3 separate regions of the Zea mays genome follow, and all the other regions are linked to region 1. The links are chromatin contacts, called in public ChIA-PET and Hi-C maps. All regions are on one chromosome and are shown on one strand. Each heading gives the region's core, a stretch centred on a gene start, on an enhancer-like site or on the middle of the called end of the contact. The rest is flanking DNA. Distances are from core to core; before and after follow the strand shown. Region 1 holds the start of LOC100276776. Region 2 holds the start of LOC103631819. Region 3 holds the start of LOC100192907.

Region 1 (3,255 bases), core at 286-2,785:
CAGCCATCTGACCTCCTGGAAAATGCAATTTGAAGACGGTATTGACATTGCTTTTCAACAAGAAACATGAGGTACAATCAAGATGGTCAAATAAAATGAGGCATGACATCAACTAATCACATCGTCTAAACTGACATGATCGCAAACTTGGATATTTGCATTTTGCACTGGAAAGCAGGTACTCCAACAAGCATGATTATTCTATATAACGGTACTGACAAATTTTAACTCTCAGAAACCTTAAAACCACACATCTAAATTTTGAATATGGGTTATTAAAAAAATTGAATATGAAGCCCACAAGTATTTCAGAGTTCTTACCTCTTTGCTTAGACTGTGAAGGGAAATACATGTCATTATGCAACATCCATCAAACCACCACCCTAGAAATTTATAATATTCAATCCATAAAAATAATTCAATTATTAGAAGACATAAGCAACCAACTAAAAATCAATGTCGAAATCAGCATTCATCCGGGAGAACTCAGAGGTCCTGTTGTGACTCAAAAAACAGGATATGGTACCTAGTACTCACAATTAGTTGGAAACAAATTCTGCCAAAGAGAAACAAATCTTCGGTAGGGAAACAAATTCTGCCGAAGAGAAATGTGCAAGAGCCAATGTAATGAAAGACATAACCGCCTTGACCAGCTACATTCACTCACTCCAATTCCTTGAGATATATAAATTTCGGTTATCGACGTCTGAAGTTCCTCAACCATGATATGGATAGAAGCAGAGAAGAACCTGACGGGGTGGTATATAAGGAGCGCAGCACAATAGCGAGATGGTCATTACATGAGGTTTGAGGAGAGTTTGAGACACTCGCTCTGGCACCTCTTGAGGCAGACGTCGTTCCAATTGGGCACCTGGTGCTGGTTGACGCAGACGGTGCGCGCGCAAGCGTCGGCGCAGGCGTCGAGTTCAGAGACGCCGCAGACGGTGACGCAGGTCTCCGGTATGGGGTCCTTGGAGAAGGCCCCTACCTTCTTGAGCATACGCTTGGAGGTGCACACGCGCTCGCAGACGAATACCTCGTCGGAGCTCTTCTCCCGCCCGCGCGCCGCCTTGAGGCGCTGCTCCTCGTCGCGGCGGCGCTTGATGCGGACAAACTGACCCGCCACCAGCGCCGGGATCGCCGCGCCCAGCAGAGGCCACCACGCGTCCACCATCGCCTCGCGAGTCTGCGGGAAAATCGGTGCTGCACGATCAGATTTGATCGAAATCCCAGGGGCCACAGGGAAATTGTGAGGCAAGGGGAAGAAAGAGGTGGAGAATTAGGAGTGACACCTTGGGATGGAGTGATGGACTGAGTGTTTGCCGACACGTCGTCGCGCGTGGACGAGAGGCGAGGAGCCGAAAGAGGGCGGCGAGGGCTTTAGGCGAGGACGCGCTGCTTCCTCTCTTCAGCTCCAATCTCTTCTGCGGCGAAGGAGATGATGGTGGCTGAAGACGGTGTCGGCTGGAGTCCTGGAGACGGTGTCGGGCTGTAAATGGGCTGAAAGTTCGTTTCGACATTCAGTTCGCATCCCTGAGGTTGCATCCCTCCCCCCGTAACTTTAAAATTATCTAAAAGATTCTATCTTTTTCTAAAAAACATCATTTATATCTTATTATATACTTCCTCCCTCCTAAAATATAATTAGTTTTAGACTAAACAAACATTAATTAATTCATCTACGAATGTAGCTTGTATATATATCTACATCCATTATTGTTGGGATGGATGTAGACAGAAAAAAGATGGCTAAAAAGAACTATATTTTAAAACGGGGTGAGTACATTAAAATTCTATATCAATAATATATTTTATTTAAAAAATTGTACATGCCTATTTATTGTAACATCAATTGTATATATTTTAGTTTTGCTTAATCGGTTGTCTATGGTATAAAAATGAATAGAGAAAAGGAAATAGTCTTTATATAGAGAGAGGATAAAGGATAAATGACATCAAATTGATTCTTAGAGACCACGAGTAAAACTACAAAGTAACGATATCTATGTATATATAAGCTAATTGAAATAGTGGCGACAAAAGTTGTGGCATCATTAGTGGAGGAGGACTCGCATCAAGTGGAAGTTGAAGGAAGAAGAAGATCACGAAACCAGCGGCCAGCAGGGTCCCATATACTGATCCTGAACAAAGCAAGAGTCAGACTCAAGAATGATACGGCAATCATGATCTGTGAGCCAACAAGCAGATAGCAATTGTAAATTAAGATCAAGAATGTGAGAAACAGAAGGAACCATAAACCAAGAAGTGTGAAGGGTGCCATGACTGTGAACAGCGTGGGAAGTGCCATCAGCAGTGTTAACAAATAAGGAATTAGATGGACTCAAAGAATAAAGAGAAATAAACTCTTGAGTCAAGAACCCAGAGCAATACGATACATAACAACGAGGCACTTGACTGTGGCCCTAACTGAGGCAAACAAGTGGCAACTAAAGAGACCACGAAGGAAGCTGACGAAGTAGCACTATCGTCTTGGTCACATGTGTGAGTCTCGCATGTCATCACTTGTCTGTAGTGGTGTTCTTGGGAAGGTTTTTAGTGATACATCCCTCCTTTGTATGGGATGTAAGCTTGTCAAACAGCTACAGTTTCTCTATCCTAGTAGTCAGACTGTGTCTACTCAATCTTTTGATCTTGTTCACTCTTATGTATGGGTCCTGCTACCTTCGTTTTGAAAGAGGGATGGCAAGAAAGAAGCTGGAATTCAGAAGCAAACTCATCACAGGAGTTGTTAAATATGTGTTTAACAGAGAGCTTTTGGATGGACGTCAATCGACAGACGTATTATGTAATTAAATCATTGGGACGTTGTTGTGTTGTTCGGTTTAGCCTTGTTCGGACATCATGCTGCTATTTCGCCTCTTTTCATATTCCTAGACTTTAGCTGGTATTGGGAGCTAAATTGTTGGCTCATGGTCCTATTGGGCATGGTTCAGCTGTATGTGGGTGTTGGCAATGTAATTCCTTTTCCTTTCTTGTTCTGGAGTGATGTAGATTAGGAGTTTGTTGTCCAAGCCATGCGCTGGTCATGTAATAACAAAGATGTTGGACAGTTCTGATTTTGTACCTATTTCATAATAAAATGGGGGGAACTCCTTTCGGTTAAAAAAATTGATGATTTTTCTCATTTACATGGGTGTATTTCTTGGAGTCACAGGCTCTCGTGCTCATTGTCTATCAGATTTTTTCTACTATGGTTCGCACCCAATTTGATTCTTCCATTCGTGTTTTTGGGTC
Region 2 (3,255 bases), core at 521-3,020, 220 kb before region 1:
CTAAGAGTGCAATTGCGCAGTTTCAAGCAGATAGCACCAAACACCTTGCCTTCAGAAACAGCTTGCAGCTTTAACTCAATCACAGTGTTCCTCTTTGAAGGAAGCACCTCCCATTGTTCACTAGGCCTGATATTGACCACTGGCCATCTAAATTCTTCACTGCTTGCTGTATACCAGTTGCTACGTGAAGAGGATAGCTCCAATGCTCCATCAAAGGGGCCCAGCTGGCAGACAAGGTGAGAAGAATACCTTGTGCTCTCCAATGAAGACATCCAAACAGACACTTCCTCAACATAGAGAGTATCGTCATATGGGTTGTATATCGATAAGTTCCTCTCTAGCTGTCCACCTATAAGAACATCTATCCCTGTCAATGGCAGTATCTGATAGGGTGAACTGACAGCCATGCCCTTTGCATGTATAATAAATCCGCCAAAATTTGTCTGCACAACTAGATGAGCTGATGAAGAGCCTAACAACTTTGGCAAGAAAACGAAGGTGACTGTGGCGTTCTCCCCAGGCTGCAGCTCCAGATCCTCATAACCATACACATAAAACTGGGGGTCAGTGCTGAAGGGTTCATACAGACGCAGGGCACTGTTCTTGTTCAAATTCACCACGGTCAAGTTGGCCTTGGTTGCAGCATACAAGTCGCTCCTGCCCCAATCCAGCACCGGGGGGTTAATTTCCACATTCATCGACAAGGGGCTTTGAAGACCACTCGGGTCGGCATCTGTGGCAGGGCCCTCCACCTCCATGGGCACCCCAGCAGATGCCCGCATCCAATTGTCAGGCACAAGCGGCGCCTGGCATGACGCGACGTCATACCTCGCTCTAGCGTCGTCACCTCGTCCCAATCCATCGCGCGCCCGTGTGAGCGACGAGTCAACAGAAGAGCAAGTTACCATGCCTCCGCCGCCGGACATCGGGAAGGACAATGGCAGAGACGACGGTTCCCAGCCCCTTGGCAGCTCCAAATCCGGCGCCTCGGCGGCGTCCTCGCTTGCAAGCAACATCTGAGCCACCGAGGACGAGAAGCAGAAGGAGCTCCGGTCGGCACACACATCCCGGAAGCTGAGACAGCAACCGTCGCCATCAGCGCCGTCACTATCCTCAACGCAATCCTCCGCCGCCACCGCGGACGACGACATGGAGAAAGAAAGGAGCACCAAGATCAAGCAGCATAGCGGAACCAACGAACGCCTGCAAGAAACCCAACACGCGGCGGCCTCAAAAGAATCAGCACATGGCTGCAGTTGATCACCGAATATGGTAAGTGGTAACGAATAGCAGCTTATCGGCAAACAAAACCTCAGGATAAAATTAAAAAAACATAATAGTCTAAACAGAAAAAAAAAATCGATGCTTTTAATCAGTTGAAGCATGGATCAAGCTTAAACCACCCAGCACCACCACTTCAGAGTTCAGAGAGAAGAGCAGTTTCCTTCGCTTCAGGATTGCAAGAAGGAGAGAGAAAAGGATGAGGACGGGGGTTCGAGGAGTGGAACTGACCCGGGGACGGAGGAGCAGGAAGGCGCCACCGGCGAAGAGCGGCGGCGGCCGCCGCTCATGGCGAAGGAAGCATGCGGCGGTCGGGACTTCACTGTGGTGGTGACCATGGGAATCCACGGCGGAAAATGGGAAAACGAAAAAAGAAATGGAAAAAAAAGGCGAGGTGGGGAGGGGCAGAGGCAGGCAGCGCCGCAGCGGCAGCGGGGAATGAAAAAGAAGGAAGGCGAAAAGAAAAGGAGCAAAACAAAAATGAGTTGGATGTAGGTTGGTTTTGGTGCCCAAAGAAAACCTGAGACTTTGCAGTTGGAAATGACTGTTTTGCCCCTGCTTTCGTTTTAGGTCTCGGGTGGAAGTGGAGCTAGTAGTGATGGAACTATGGAAGTATGAAACCGTAACTGGAAATTTCGTTTAGGACTTCATTTATGTGAATAATAATAACGTTTCTAACTTTTTTACCGATGGATCACGATCGTGTGATATATGTTATCGCCCCTAAACATAACCGTTGTCACGCCCTATACAGATCCAAATTATTGTTTGGCGCCTATTATCACGCTTTCCAACTGCACACAAGCACGACTTGAGGGCGTGACTGGTTCTCTGCTACTCGTGAGACCTCGGCTCTAGTACTTGCACACAGGATGTAAAATAGATCCATTTCAATTCTGGGTTTGATAATTAAAACGAAATCACTCTATTTTTTGTTGAACTTGACAAAAATCACACATATATAAAATTAGAGTTTTATGTTGAGCTTGGGTTACGGGTTGTGCTGAGCTTATGTTAGATTTTGCCCAGAGCTTGAGTTATAATTTCATGTCATGTTTAGGATGTTAGGCCATCTCCATCAGGTATTCTATTTTATTTCATATTTTATCTTCTATTTTAAACTTGACTCTGTAAACAGTGTCAAACAATGTTATCTACAGTTACATATCCTCTACTTTACACTACCCACCTAAGACAACCTTGGGGTTTGGTGCTAAGCTCGAGGTAGGGGCTTTGCGTCAAACTTAGGTTAGTGTTCACACTGAGCTCGGGTTAGGATTTGCGCTGAGCTTGGGCTATTAGAGGTTTACGTTGAGCTTAGGTTAGGATTTTGGGTTAAGAGTTTGTGTCGATTTGTATATATTAGTGTTCACACCTTATTATATTTTCAAAAAATATACATTTTTACATATTACTACACTACAATTTTTCTATGAATAATCATCTATTTTTTTCTATATGTAAAATATACGGTGTAGTATGACGCTTAGAAGTCGGACGGTGGCATGAGGCCAGTTGGAGTGCGCGATGAATGAAAGAGAAATGTAATTTGAGCCATTTCTAAGTGTTTTGGTGATTAACTGCTCAACACAAGACTACGAATTAACCATCTTTGTATGAGCATAAGCACAGGTTCAATTCGAGCAAATTGAAGATACAAAGTCTAAATGAGTTGGATTAAAGGACAAAAAAGTGCAACTTTAGACAAAACCACAAAAACAAGAAGTTTAAGTGTTTAAATAAGTTGCACTTACTTTATGCTATGTTCCTTGCACTGCTATTTGGCTATTAACTTCTATGTGCACGTAAAGTGGCATTTGGACTGAGTTTGAATATATTGCAAACTATTATTTTACAAAGTGAAAAAATGATTATAATTCTTAGTCAATTGTTTTTGTTGCTAACTATGTGTTGTCTAAGTGCTAGGAATCATCATAAAGTCGAGCCAAAAGAAGACAAAGAAGTTTGGCACAA
Region 3 (3,255 bases), core at 479-2,978, 140 kb before region 1:
CATGAGTTCCTGTTGCTTCTTGGAAGCTCTGAAGCCAAGACTTTACCCAAAGCTGACGAACAAAGAAATGGGACAATTCACAATTGGTTAACACTAATAACTAATTGAAGATGAACAGAAGAGCATAAAGTCTCCAAAATACACATTGCACCAAGGACATAATAGAAACTACAAGGTAAGATACCTTTGGAAGGTGAAAATGCAAGCTCTAGAGATTGATCATCAGATTCTGACACTTCATGAAAAACCCTTGCAGTTCCTTCTCCAACAACAGCTACTCGCACCTTAGGACTTCCAGCAGCCCTGACATTGAATCAGTGTAACTTGAGTGAAAAAATGGCACCCTTGGATTATGTTTGAACTGGGGATGATATGCACCAATGATATGAAACCAAGGATTATATGCCTGTAAAAGACTCTAGCACCAACAAGACTGTGCTTTTTGTTAGCCAATAAAACACAAATCTATGGCATGACAAGGTATAAAGAATGAACTGTAAACTGAGGCATAATTACTACTTGTATAACAACATCGTGCACATAACGGCAATTTATACTTGATGCTTACTTCCATCCCTGAAGGAACACTGCAGCTGCCTCAGGAGAGGTTACAATAATCCAGTCGAACTTGTCATCTGTAAGTACAGAATAGCATTGACTAAAATACGGGTTTTCGTTGCAGTTCTATACAAGTGCGAGACGAGTACAAATAGAAATGAACAACTATAATATCTGCTGGAGAAAATGGATGCTGTATGCTGCATATCCAAAGAATGAAACTCTCCAAATGTAATTCAGCAGATGAACGGTGTTCAGATCACAAAAAAGGAAAAAGACTGTAGCACTTACTACGTAGGACATCTAAAAGCCTATCTGTATCAGGGCCTTCAACATGCTTAATAAGAGGAAGTTCCAGAGGGTGTACATTATGCTTTTCCTACATAATCCAGTCAGAAAATCTATGTCAAGGCACCAATCAGCCAAAGTATGCGAGAACTGTTTTATTAAACTACAAGGTTTTGTTATCATCAATTAAGGAGTAAAAGACCATGATTCAAGTCACCTCGAGAAAATTCCGAAACAAAAATGAATCAGAATCAGCAATGCAGTATGGCCATCAGGCTTCGCACGAAACATATGAAAAGAGGAAGGAATCGCATGGAACCGAAGAAAAAGTTACTTTCTGGTAAATAACACTACATTTCAAGTTTCAACCACAGGAATCTAGAAGTACTGACTAATATAATAAACTCCTGATCCTGGCAACAGTTCCGAAAGGTCATAGAGGCAGTGAGGCCCATGAAGTTCTAAATAGAAAACCCTGTGCTAACCCTTCGTGCAGGAAATCAGTATGCTACCCACCACAGCACCAATAGCGCCCAAGCCGTTCGTCTTGCCACCCCTCCGGGCCTTCAACAATCTGATTTCAACAAGAAAGTACAATGGACAAAGGATCCATTGAGAGACTTACCAGCGCGGAGATGAGCCTGGCGTTCTTTCCCTGCTCGCGCGTCACCACGACGTCGGGAGGGGGCAAGCAGGACGCCACGAATCTCCCGGGTGCATCGGCCCGCAGCCTCCTAGCGGGATGGGCTCGGAAGGTTCCAGAAGGTGGGAAGAACGGCGCCAGTGACGAAGAGAAGGCCATGGTGCCCTGAGTAAAGCCGCCGGGCGTCGGGCCCCGTGGGCCCCGTGAAGGTCGGAGCTGAGGAGTGAGGAACACGCACGATTGGGATGGGGGAGAGAACGAAGAAGAGGAAACGTGCCCACATGGGCCGGGCAGGCTATCATTGAAGGCCTAAAGTTACAGCCCAGCGTTTTGACGCAAGAGTGGTAGTTTTTTATTTTTACATTTAATAATATTCGAAATTTAAAATTTGTATATCGAAACTCAAAAATTGCAGAAAAGGGTGTCTGAAGCCCCACCAATGACGACATAGACCTTATTATAAAAATATTCGAACTTTCTTTCAGCCCCGGTTCTACAATTTTAAGGGCCTAAGACGAACTCATCAAGGCCCTCTAGACCTTATATTTTTAAATTTTACTTGCAAAACAAAAACACTAATATCTAATTTAACATGTCTGATAATTATTGAGGAATAAATTTGACCAAAATAATAATATATTTATACATTGGAGCCAATATGATTACCTTAATAAAGAATAAAACTTCATCGCATCCATTGCTTCACATTAAAATATACTTCTTTAGATATTCCTTAATACAAAATCATCAAGAACGGTATTGATGTCAATTGTGTCCAAGATATCCTTTTCGATAGAGCATATAGCCAAACCATTTAACCTTTCTTGTGACCTAGTTGATCCCAGATAGTTCATAATTCTTCAACAACTTTAATTATGAGAAACATCTTTCAGCCGAAGCTACAATCATAGTGTCGGCGTTTCGAGACCGGGGGTCCCTAAGCCGACGAGTGAATGTCGCCGCGTGCCCCAGCCCAGATGGGTCGACGCGAGGCCGAGCGCGAAGGGGGGAAGTGAGGTGGCCGGAGACAGGCGTGAGAGAGGTGGAAATCCCGCGGTCTTCGTGTTCGTCCCGCGCCCAGGTCGGGTGCGCTTGCAGTAGGGGGTTACAATCGTCCACGCGGGAGAGGGAGCGAGCGGCTTCAAGCGAGCGCCTGTCTCATCCTCGTCCCCGCGCGGCCAACCCTCTCTAAGAGGGCCCTGATCCTTCCTTTTATAGGCGTAAGGAGAGGATCCAGGTGTACAATGGGGGGTGTAGCAGAGTGCTACGTGTCTAGCGGAGGAGAGCTAGCGCCCTAAGTACACGCCATCGTGGCGGCCGGAGAGGTTTTGGCGCCCGGTCTGTGTGATGTCGTGGCCATCGGAGGAGCGCTGGAGCCTGGCGGAGGGACAGCTGTCGGGGCTGTCGAGTCCTTGCTGACGTCCTCTTGCTTCCATAAGGGGGCCGAGAGCCGCCATCGTCAGGGAGCGTGCGGGGCGCCATCATTGCCTATCTGGCGGAGCGAGCCAGATGGGACGCCGGTCTTGTTCCCCGTAGCCTGAGTCAGCTTGGAGTAGGGTAATGATGGCGCCTCCCGTTGACGTGGCCGGCCCGCGCCCTAGGTTGGGCGATGTGGAGGCTCCTCCGAGGTCGAGGTCGAGTCCGTCTTCCGTGGTTGAGGTCGAGTCCGAGCCCCTAGGTCGGGCGAGGCGGAGGCCGTTGGCTGAGGCCAGGGCGGAGTTCGAGTCCTGGGGTCGGGCGAAGCGGAGTTCGTCGTCTTCTGGGGC

What was found. Hi-C and Micro-C count contacts between places; a contact is called where the count stands out from the background. ChIA-PET counts read pairs in DNA pulled down with a chosen protein or histone mark.
Region 2: a Hi-C map of leaf shows a contact between it and region 1, with 3 times the contacts expected there. The contact joins the promoter of LOC103631819 here to the promoter of LOC100276776 in region 1. A contact is called at or near these places in 5 of 25 Hi-C or Micro-C datasets (ear, leaf, leaf mesophyll and 1 more).
Region 3: an H3K4me3 ChIA-PET map of seedling shows a contact between it and region 1, with 4 times the contacts expected there. The contact joins the promoter of LOC100192907 here to the promoter of LOC100276776 in region 1. A contact is called at or near these places in 5 of 25 Hi-C or Micro-C datasets (ear, endosperm, leaf and 2 more) and 1 of 3 datasets of contacts at active chromatin or transcription factors (seedling).

The regions. Positions count from the first base shown.
Region 1 is chr1:17,943,372-17,946,626 of Zm-B73-REFERENCE-NAM-5.0, reverse strand. It overlaps LOC100276776, which reads right to left and starts at 1,535. Exons shown (of 2, transcript NM_001150489.2): 1 at 1,293-1,535; 2 at 522-1,186. The coding sequence starts at 1,520. The coding sequence ends at 797.
Region 2 is chr1:18,168,258-18,171,512 of Zm-B73-REFERENCE-NAM-5.0, reverse strand. LOC103631819 reads right to left here and starts at 1,770. Exons shown (of 4, transcript XM_008653534.3): 1 at 1,513-1,770; 2 at 1-1,203. The coding sequence starts at 1,619.
Region 3 is chr1:18,079,167-18,082,421 of Zm-B73-REFERENCE-NAM-5.0, reverse strand. It overlaps LOC100192907, which reads right to left and starts at 1,728. Exons shown (of 10, transcript NM_001138094.1): 1 at 1,472-1,728; 2 at 850-937; 3 at 569-635; 4 at 185-303; 5 at 1-52. The coding sequence starts at 1,648.